Regions from separate parts of the Oryctolagus cuniculus genome. Here region 1 is linked to region 2. Evidence: chromatin contacts called from public Hi-C data. All regions are on one chromosome and are shown on one strand. The core of a region is the stretch at or near the end of the contact, and the rest is flanking DNA. Distances in the headings are between cores, read along the strand shown.

Region 1 (5,235 bases), core at 787-3,286, 340 kb before region 2:
AGGTCTTCCATCCAATAGTTCACTCCCCAATTGGCCGCAACGGCCAGAGCCGCACTGATCCGAAGCCAGGAGCCAGGAGCTTCCTCCGGGTCTCCCACATGGGATGGCCCTTGGGCCATCTTCTTCTGTTATCCCAGGCCACAGCAGAAAGCTGGACAGGAAGCGGAGCAGCTGAGTCTCGAACAAGTACCCATATAGGATGCTGGCGCTTCAGGTCAGGGCATTAACCCACTGCGCCACAGTGCCAGGCCTTGTTCTTCATATTCAAAACTGTTTCAGTTATTCTCCTTCATTTGCCTCTCCACATAAATTTTATAATAATCTTGTCAACAGCTGTAAAAAAACAAAAACAAAACAAAAAAAAAAAAAACAACCTTGCTGGAATTTTGATAGGAATTGGATCAAACCTATGTATTGATTTGGAGGAGATTTTACACATGGATTGTATTGATCTTCCAGTACCTGCTATGTTTGTCCATGTATTTAGGTCTTTGATTGCTGTCAGCATTTTGGACTTCTCAAGTGCACGGGTTTGCTCTGTCACCCGCACTGTGTGTTTACGCCTTATTCTGATTACAAGTGAAAAGCTGGGAATATGCTAGGTATTTGAGGAAATTTCTCACCTGAAGGAAAGACATTAAATATTTAACCGGAGGGGCCCAGAGCCGTGGCTCACTAGGTTAATCCTCCACCTACAGTGCCAGCATCCCATATGGGTGCCGGGTTCTAGTCCCGGTTGCTCCTCTTCCAGTCCAGCTCTCTGCTGTGGCCCAGGAGGGCAGTGGAGGATGGCCCACGTGCTTGGGCACCTGCACCCGCATGGGAGACCAGGAAGAAGCACCTGGCTCCTGGCTTCGGATCGGCGCAGTTCCGGCCGTTGCAGCCATTTGGGGAGTGAACCAATGAAAGGAAGACCTTTCTCTCTGTCTCTCTCTCTCACTGTAACTCTACCTGTCAAATAAATAAATAAAAATCTAAAAAAAAAATTAACCGGAAAAATAGAATAGAGACTTTTTAATAGAACAACAACAGAAAGAGTAGAAAAGAGTAAGAAATTTTAAAATATCTTCAGAGAAATGAAAGAACATACCACATCATAAAATTTAAAAATACAATCGAAGCTATCATTTCTCTTTTTTTTTTTTTTAATTAGAAGTAGCATAGCAAAGTTAAAAAGAGATAGAGAAAAGGAGGGTTTGGAAGATAAAGTACATGAAATTTCCCAGGAAGTGCATCAGAAATACTAAGAGATTTAAGAGGGGCATTGGGGTCAACACTGTGGATCAGTGGATTAGCCATCACCTGCAATGCTGGCATCCCAAGTGGGTGCCAGTTCAAGTTCCAGCTGCTCCACTTCCCATCCAGCTCACTGCTAATACACCTGGGAAAGCAGTGGAAGATGGCCCTAGTGCCTGGGTCCCTGACACCCACATGGGAGACCAGGATGGAGTTTCAGGCTTGTGGCTTCCGCCTGGCTCAGCCCTGGCTATTGGAGCCATCTAGGGAGTGAACCAGGTGGAAGATCTCTCTGTCTCTCTCACTGTAACTCTGCCTTTCAAATAAATAAATAAATCTTTTTAAAATTTTTTTTCAAAATAGAAAAAGGAATCAAAAATAGACAAGTTGGCCCAACAACCAAAAATTTATGTTATAGAAAAGCAAAAAGGGGGAAAAAAATCCAAACAGGAAATGTAGGAAGCATGAAAGAAAACTTCCCTGGAACTTAAGGGCTGGGGAGTCTGGATGAGACCTGCCCGGGAAGAAGGCTCAGCTGCACGCTTCATCACGAAGCCGCAGAAACCGGCAGATTCGAGGGACGGGGCAAACTTCACAAGGGAAAGAAGAAGAAGGCTCCTTGGCATGGCATGGGGCTTTTCCACAGCAACACTTGTAACAATTCCAGAAAGCAGCGCGACATTCCTTCAGAATTCCGAGGGGAAGTGATTTCTAAATTAAAAGCCTGCAGTCAGCCAAGGAGTCACGCAGCGGCATTCTCAAATATGCGAGGACTGACGCATGTCACCTCCCACACGGCATTTCTGAGGAAGCCACCGTGGCTGTGCTGCACCCAAACGAAAGAACCGAGAGAAAAGGAGAACGAGAATCTAGGCAGACAGAGGAGTCTGACGGCAGCCGAAGTCCAGAGCCTCAGCTAGGTTTGGGTCCAGCGCTGTTCCGGAACAGAGCAGGACAGAGCCCCACCACCCCCCAACCCCCGGAGAGCTGGAACCGGGAGAATTTTTGATGTGTTTGTACGTGGAGAAAACAACAAGATCTGCAGGTTTTTGCAGTTCTGATAAAGAATTTCTAAGACCCTTTGAGAATCTGGAGGTCTTGCTTTTGATGTGCTCAATTTCTGCGTTCCTATTACGAATCATTAAGTCCAGGAGAAACACCAAAGTGTAAAACGAAGTGATGACAGCTCAGTAGTGAACAGTAGTTAGGTAGTTAAAATGTTGGGAACAGCAATATTAATTCAGTCAAAACTTCAGTGTAGCAGTAGGGAAGGGCAGGACAGAAGAAGATATGCATGTTGCAAGCAGAGGGTAAATAAGAGAACTTGGTTTCCTCTGTGATAACAAGTCCACCTTGGCCTTCGGTTAGGATGTAGAAAGTTATGAGAGCTCATTGCATCTGCCAGCAATGAAACAAGTTAGATCAGCTAGAAAATCATAGTCCTATCGCATGCATTGGAGGACTGAGGAGCCAAGGAAACCTACGTGAACTGAGATGCAGAAAGTAGCAAACGCTTCGTTGGAGCAAAGGTATTTATGCCGACCGGGGGTGGGAAGACCCACCATCAGTAGAAGGGAAAATCCAGCTGCTCTCTGAGCAGTTAATGGTAATGTGTGGGTTGCCACCATGGATTAGACTCCTGCGGGTCCCCAGTTGAAGGGAAGGCAGAGCTGAGAGAATTAGCCTCTGAGGCAAGGCAGCAGCTGCTGATGGCTGGGTGGAGGGGGACTGAGAAGACCATTTTAAGTATAAAGACTTACTTAGGGTGAAAATAATCCCATGTTAACACTAATCAAAAGAAAACCGAGTAGTTATATTAGTATCAAATGAAATATTCATATATTTCAAAGCAAAGAATATTATCCAGGGATAAAGACGGTCATGTTATAGTTACTCAAAAAAATTAATTAAAGGGTGAACTAAGAGGGAATAGCATTCCTAAATGTTTACGTGCTTAATCACATAGCTTCCATACACACGAAGCAAAATCTGATACAACTGTGAAGAATACACAGATTCACAGTTAGAGTCTCAAAATTGATAAGCAAAAGGACAGAAAACTGGTAATAATAGAAAAAACTTGAACAGTGGTGTAACCAACTTAACTGACTTGAAATGCATACGTGTGTATACAAATATATAACTTTAAAATGTATATATTATATATATAGTTGAAAGAGAAGGGTGGGAGGGTGGAGAGAAAGACAGACAGCCAGCCAGCAGGAAATCCAGCTCCTGTCTGCTGATTCACTCCCCAGATGCCCATAGAGGCCAGAGCTGGGCCAGGCTGAAGCCCAGGTCTCCCCCAAGGGTGGCAGAAATCCAGCAACTTGAGGCATCGCCTGGTGCCTCTCAGGGTCCACACCAGTGGGAAGCTGGAACCAGGAGAAGAGCTGGAACTCAAGCCCAAGCACTCTAGCTTGGGTTTCCAGCGTGTTAACTGCATTTTAACTCCTGGACCAAACACCTTTCCTTAGCCTAATTGATTTTTATGAAATACTCCACCCAATGGTAGAACACCGTATGTTCAAATACACTGGAAATTTTACCAATGTAAACCATATTCGGAGACATGTAAAAGCTTTGGTAACTATAAAAGATTCAAGTCATTCCAAGTATGTTCTCTAACCACAGTATTATCTATAATAAATGCCTAGAAAATCTGTTGTAATAAACTTCTAAATAAAAAGCAAGTCAATGATAAAATCAAAGGGGGAATTAGTATTTTGTAATGTTATGGAAGTACAACAGAACAAAATTTGTGAGATAACTAAAGCAGTGTTTAGAATGAAATTTATATCTTTAAATGCTTGTTTCAGGAAAGCATAAACTCAATGTTTTTATGCTTTCACCTTAAGAAACTAGAATAAGAAGAAAAAAATGAAGTCCAAACTAAGGAGAAAAGAGGAAGTAATAAGAAAAATCTGACATTGATGAGTAGACAATAGAGAAAAACATCAGCAAAGTAAATAGTTGCTTTTGAAGTTGATATAGTTGATAAAATGTTAATTGCCTGATTAAGAGAAAAGGAGGGAAACAAATCACCAAAATCAGGAATTCAAAACAGGGAACATTGCAGTTCCTGTGGATATTAAAAGGGTAGAAGATATTAGGAGCAATTTTATATTAATAAATTCATTAATCCAATGAAAATTTTAAATTTCTTGAAAACCAAAGCTTAGCAAAATGGAAACTAGAAGAAATAAAATAATATAATCTGTTACCTATCAGAAAACTTGGATTTATGGTTAAATACTTCCTTAAAGAAAATCTCTAGATTCAAATGTCTTTTTCTGGCAAATTCAATTGATAATTTAAAGAAGAAATAGTATCAGTCACACATAAACTCGTTCAGAAACTGGAGGAGACAGGAATACTCCCCAAGGGGTTTTTTTTTTTTTTTTTTTTTTTATTTTTGATAGGCAGAGTGGACAGAGAGAGAGACAGAGAGAGAAAGGTCTTCCTTTGCCGTTGGTTCACCCTCCAATGGCCGCCGCTGCAGCCGGCGCACCGCGCTGATCCGATGGCAGGAGCCAGGATCCAGGTGCTTTTTCCTGGTCTCCCATGGGGTGCAGGGCCCAAGCACCTGGGCCATCCTCCACTGCACTCCCTGGCCATAGCAGAGGGCTGGCCTGGAAGAGGGGCAACCGGGACAGAATCCGGCGCCCCGACCGGGACTAGAACCCGGTGTGCCGGCGCCGCAAGGTGGAGGATTAGCCTATTGAGCCACGGTGCCGGCTTCCAAGGGGTTTTGAGGCCAGCATAACCCAGATTCCCAAACCTTGCAAAGATACTACATGAAAAGGAAAATAAAGGCTAATATGGTAGAAACATACATACAAGAATTCTTTCAGAATATTAACAACTCAGCTCTGGACTACTTCAAAAGAATCATGCATCCTGGGCCGATGGTTAGTTTCACGTTCAGAATTGATCAATGTACATCTCCATGTGAACAGACTGAAACAGAAACACGCTATGATCTTCTCAACAGATGCA
Region 2 (5,911 bases), core at 2,363-4,862:
TAGAATCCCTTTTCTCTCTCTCCTTCTTAAATCTGACATAGAATTTTAATTCCTGGTTGAGAGAAAGACAGGAGTATCTTCTTACCCTAAGCTTAGCCAGAAGTTATTTCTTACCTCCAATATTCCCAAATAACTATTATTATTGTTGTTGTTGTTATGCAAGGAGATTGCGAGTATAACAACTTTATCTTCCTTCCTAAGATTCACCTGTTTCCCTCCAGGTTGAATTTCCTGTGCCCCTTGTGGTACACTAGGATACCTATCTCTTTCCGGAGCCCACCATGAATGACAGGCAGGGATTGGCAGGCCAGGCTGGGGACTGTCATCTCCATGTGGCTGTGTCTTTATCTCTGCTTCCCCTGGGGGGAGGATGAGCTTACTCACTTTCTGTGTGCCCAGGGGAAAGGATGTTTTTCCTGTACAAATACAACACCGTGTGTGCTCTGGACAGCGGAGGCCTGGAGAGTTAGTATTGTAAAAGGGTGGAGCTGCGGCCACTGCCTGTGATGCCAGCATCCCATATGGGCGCCAGTTCAAGTCCAGGCTGTTCCACTTCCGATCCAGCTCCCTGCTAATGCACCTGGAAAAGCTTCGAAAGGTGGCTTAAGTCCTTGGGCCCCTGTACCCTTGGGGGAGACCTGGAAGAAGCTCTTGGCTCCTGGCTTCAGCCTGGCCCAGCTCTGACCTCTGCCATCATTCGGGGAGTGATCCAGCAGATGGAAAATTAATCCCCTCCCCTTAACTCTGCCTTTCAAATAAATAAACACATCTTTTAAAAAACATGGTGGGCCTGAAAGAGGAGATTATCAGGGAAAAAGCAAAGGCATCCTTTGAATTGGGTTTGCAACTAAGAGAAGTAGCCCCAGCCGGGGCTGAAGTGTGACCCGAGAGTGGCCACTTCCCTAGGAGAACTCTGGGCTTCCTGGGGCAGACACCTAAGGTGGCCGGCTGAAGGAGCCCAGGGCTGTCTTCTAGAACTCTGCACGTCTGAAACCAGAGAGCCAGCTTCCTTAGCGGGCGCCGCTCCCGGCTAACAAAGAGGAAGCGTGACAGGAAGCAAAGTTCATTCTCTAACGGAAGCCAGCGAGCCGAATGCTGCAGAGAGCATGCGGGACCTGGGGCGAGGCTGGGGGCGGCTGCAGGCTCTGGGGGTCCCCCAGGTGAATTTTAAGTGTTGCCCAGCATTCCCGCGGCTGCTAACCAGGTCAGTACCCGCAAAAGGCAAGTTCTAATCAGCAGTGACCTTCAAATAACCCCAGGCTTATTTGCTGAGCCAGAGGAGCAGGGCCATGAAGCTGTGAGAACAGGTGATACTGTGAGCACAGAGAGGGTCATGGGAAAAGTCTGGCCATCCCATGAAGAGCTGTGTGCCCATCGGTTATCTCTGCTCCTGCAGGGACAGAGGCCACCAGCAGTGCACAATCTATGGCCAGGGAGACACGGTTCTCACTCACCTGTGGGAACTGGCTTGCTGTGTGAGTACAGGAGTGAGCAGTTGGGTGAAAATCGTACTCCTATTATTTTTTTTTCTCCTAGACTTTCGAGTTTTAAAATTCATCTGAGAAAATGAGAGGTTTCAAAATAAGGAGTACATTTGTAAATAAGGACTTGGGAAAGACTGGTCAGAATTAGTCCAAGTGGTTTTTTCTGGAATTGCATTCAATAGGGCATAGAAACAAACAGATGAACATTCATTGGCATGTGTGTTGGGATATTTTATTCAGAAGACACGAATGCCCGTTTTTTGTTTTTTTTTTTGGTTTTTTTTTTTTTTTTTTTTTTTGCACAGGCAGAGTTAGACAGTGAGAGAGAGAGACAGAGAGAAAGGTCTTCTTTCTGTTGGTTCACCCCCTCCAAAGGGCCGCCAGGAGCCAGGTGCTTCCTCCTGGTCTCCCATGCGGGTGCAGGGCCCAAGCACTTGGGCCATCCTCCACTGCACTCCCGGGCCACAGAGAGAGCTGGACTGGAAGAGGAGCAACCGGGACAGAACCCGGGGTGCCGGCGCCGCAGGCGGAGGATTAGCCTAGTGGCGCCGGCCTGAATGCCCGTTTTCGACACCTGCTGGCCAACTTGACCGGTAGAGAAGGAGTCTTTGGACATTTAGACCCACAGGACACAGGAACTTCAAGATCATTGCCTTGTGATGTCCTTAGTGTTGAGGGGCTGGGAAACTGGGGTTTGAGAGAGACTGTGCTTGCCCAAGTCCCGGATCTGCCTCTGTTTGTCCTTGTACGGTGTGAGCTCAGCCTGCTTATATGTGATGGCAACAAGCTCTCCTTCTCCTGAGTTGTGGATAAGCCTGGCCTGGGTCTGGCCGCAGCACACTGGGTAGGAGAGAGACAGGAGAAGTCTTAGAATCTTTTGTCCCACCTCCCACCTTCATTCACAGGGCAACCCAGTAGAGGGATACAGGCACGCCTGGCAGAACCTGTGCTCCAGGGCACGCGTGGCGTCCGCTGTTTGTTGCGGCTCAGTCCCACGTTTCCACAGGACGCGGCTGGGCTCATGGGTGGAAGCCTGGCACAGGGGACACAGTCCCTCTCACAGTGGCCACACCCTTTGCTAGCACAGACTGAGACCAGAGACCACTGGCGAGGGGCTGGCCTTGAGGACACACTGGGTGCCTTGGACTTGGCGGTGCCTGCCTTGGACTTGGCTGTGGACTTGGACTTGCAGGCCCACTGGGAGGAGCTCCCTGGGGTGTTGCTCCTTGGACCACCCAGCCACAGCCCCACCCTTAAGCCAGCAGCAGCCCAGGAAGCTCAAACCCTCGGATGGCTGCCCTTGGCCCCTGCTCCCTCCTCTAGGTTCTTCCTTCCTGTGGTTCCTTTAGCCATGGCCAGGAGGGAAGCTCACCTTGTTTCTGCTGCTTTCTAAGGGGGTCTTTTCTAGACCCTTGCTAGTTGTCCGTTCTGTTGGGATCAGCGTGGAGGAGGCCTCTCCTCCACCCCGGGAGGTCACCTGTCCTGCCTCCCACCCAGTCAGCCATCAGCAGCAGGCTCCAGGCCCCTCCCTCCGGGGTCTGCTGCTCATTGACTGGGCCCTGGAGGTGGCTGATGCTTGCCATGGCAGGTTTTACTTGCAGGTGGGGGACAGTTTGCCTGTTTGGGAGCTCCACTCTTGTCTTAGATGTTTATTGAAAAACATATACTTTGATAGCTCACATGATAAATAGAAGCCGGGGTACTGGTGTTCAAACCCCTGGGAGCCCACAGAAGCCCACGTGACTGCCTGCGTGCAGGTATCCACCTGCCATGGGTGGTTTGTCACTTGCACCTGTCTCCCGGTCCCCTTTGTCTGAAGGGGAGTGTTGACCAATGCTCCTGACGCCAGGTCTTTAGTTACAGACGCTTGCTGCCTCCTCCCCCCGCCCCTCCCCCATACTCCATTCACTCCACTATGGGCAGCAAAGTCAGCAGCTTTGTAAGGAAGGGGGCCGATGGGGGTCCTCATGGGAGGGAGGGGTGCTCCCCGGGGTGAGGTGGCTGCTCAGGCCAGCAGCATGGCTGGAGCTGGCATGGGGCACCTGGGGCGGCTGGGCGCTGTGAGTCAGCAGGAAGCAGGCCTGTGCCCAGAGAGATGTCTGGTTACATCCGGAGGGAGGGAGCGAGCCGCGGGGGACAGGGAGGAAGGCTGGATGCCCTGTTTCTGGAAGCCTTGTGATGTGGCTCTCTGGGGAAGGGGGGGGGGGTGGCGGGGAGGGAGCTGTTTTTAGGGTGGGGAATCAGGGCAAGGGCTTGCCTAACTACGTGGGCTGCCCCGGGGAATGGCGGCCTGGACTACAGACAGGACTGTGCTGGCGACGCGGGGACCTTTAGCCAATTGGCATTTTCACTTTATTTATTATTTAAAGGCTTATTTAGTTATTTGAAAAGAAGAGTGATAGAGAGGATGAGAGAGAGAGCTTCTGTCTTCTGGTTCACTCCCTCAAATGGCTGCAATGGCTGAGGCTGGGCCTGGGCAAAGCCAGGAGCCTGGAACTCCATCCGGGTCTCCCACGTTGGGTGCAGGGGCCCAATTATCAAGGCCATCTTCCGCTGCCTTCCCAGGTGCGTTAGCAGGGAGCTGGGTTGGAGCCGGGACTGGCACTGGTGCTCTGGCGGGATCACGGGTGGTGTCTTAGTTCCTGCATCACGGCGCCAGCCCCCAGCTTGGCACTGTCATCATTTGAATGGGTTCATTAGAGTAGTTGCGGCAAAAGCTCTACTGCATTAAAACCATCCCCTGCTGGGCCCGGCGGGCACCCAGCACAGCAGTTAAGACAGCTCCTGGGACTTCCACATTCCAGAGTGCCTGGGTTCAAGTCCCCACTCAGCCTCCTGCTCATGCACCCGTGGGAGGCAGCAGGTCCAGTGCTTGGGCCTCTGCCACCCATGTGGGAGACCCGGGTGGAGTTCTAGATCCCGGCTTCAGCCTGGCCCAGCCCCATCCATTGCCAGCCATTTGGGGAGTGAACCAGCAGATGGAAGATTTCTCTCCAACCATCTGTGTCTGCCTTTCAAGTAAATATAAATGAGTAGAAACAATTTTAAAGCTCGTTTGTGGGGCTAACGAAAGAAACCTGAAAGCGGGGCCGCACGTGGGCAGGGCCTCGGAGGGCCCGGTCGGGGTCCTCCCGTGCCCCAGCCCCGGGTGTCTGCAGGGGCCGTGTGGACGTCGCTGCTGTGGGTGAGGTTGTGCACCTGGTGCCTGCTCTGCCCTGGGCATCCCAAAGGGCCGGTGCCAGGGGGCCTGCGTGTGTGTGTGTGTGTGTGTGTGACCGGCGCCCGTGCAGGCCGCCCCGGTGCGCATGGCAGCCCACAGACCGTGCTGTGCCCTACCCGAGCTTCAGTATCCCCTCTGCTCCGCAGAGGCGCCCCTGCCGCCGGCCTGTGTGTCTGCCTCTGTATCCCAATCCCAAGGCGTCCCCCGGGGAAACGCGCCTGGGCCGTCATCGCCGGGCCCACAGCGCCACCCAGTGGCAGATGCGGCGCCAGCCAGCCAGCCAGCCAGCCTTCGCTGAAGCCGACTCCCTTAACCTGAACCTCTTTCTGCTTTACAGGTGGCTATGAGAGGTTTTCCTCCGAGTACCCAGAATTTTGTTCCAAGACCAAGGCCCTGGCAGCCATCCCAGCCCCGGTGCCCCCGAGTGCCACGGAATCGTTGGAGCTGGGCTGTAGCTCCTGCGGGACCCCCCTGCATGACCAGGTAGACTTGGGGTGCTGAGCTCAGGAGTGAGGGGTGAGGGCGGGGTGGGGACCCAGGAGCGGCCTCTTGGCAGAGCTCTGTGTGTTTTTTTTTTTTTTTTTTTTAAGGCGTTGAGTGCACTCCTTCAATTTGGGAAGAATGAAGTGAACCCTGAGTATTGGGGTGTGATGTTAGGGTCCGTTCACTTCACTTTCTAATTAACCCTCATTTAAGAACAAATCTGAAGACATGTGCCTGGCTCAGCCTTGAGCGTTAACATTCAGTGTCGCTGGCGCCTGCTGCATAGGAGGCAGAGAGAAAGCCTTCCTCAAAGGAACAGGCCATGGAGCGGTGCCCAGCGGTCAGGCTGCCCGGCTCGTTGTACGGGGGTCATCAAAACCTTCAGCCTCGTGATTAAGACACGGGCACCGGCGTGCCTGGTCCAGGTCCTGGCTGCACTCCCCACTCCAGCTGCCTGCTAGCACACAGCCTGGGAGGCACTGGGGATGGCTCACGTGGTTGGGTCCCTGCTACCCACACGGGAGACCTGGATGGAGCTCCCAGGCCAGCCCCACCCTTGCTCTTGTCCCTAAGGTCAAGATGGTGCCTGTCTTTGTTGTGCAGTGGCTTGCTGATCAGCAGGCTTAAACTCTGAAGGCAACGCCAGCACTGAGCTACTTCCCTTGTCCTGGGAGTGGTGGACGGGAACTGTGCTGGCTTCTCTGCCCACTGGCAGAGTGGGAAA

Evidence for each region. A called contact is a pair of places that touch in the nucleus more often than the background predicts.
Region 1: a contact with region 2 is called in a Hi-C map of embryonic fibroblasts, with 5 times the contacts expected there. The contact joins two enhancer-like sites. A contact is called at or near these places in 5 of 6 Hi-C or Micro-C datasets (ear pinna, embryonic fibroblasts, liver and 2 more).

What each region holds. Positions count from the first base shown.
Region 1 is chr2:79,776,987-79,782,221 of mOryCun1.1, reverse strand. No RefSeq gene overlaps it. Among named protein-coding and RNA genes, the nearest start is that of DUSP4, 330 kb to the right of the region's middle. Within about 2 kb of position 2,036, at least 1 of the 8 cell types and tissues checked has an H3K27ac peak or open chromatin away from gene starts, as enhancers often do.
Region 2 is chr2:79,437,157-79,443,067 of mOryCun1.1, reverse strand. It overlaps DUSP4 (dual specificity phosphatase 4), which reads left to right. Exons shown (of 4, transcript XM_002720829.5): 2 at 5,042-5,187. Among named protein-coding and RNA genes, the nearest start is that of DUSP4, 6.2 kb to the left of the region's middle. Within about 2 kb of position 3,612, at least 1 of the 8 cell types and tissues checked has an H3K27ac peak or open chromatin away from gene starts, as enhancers often do.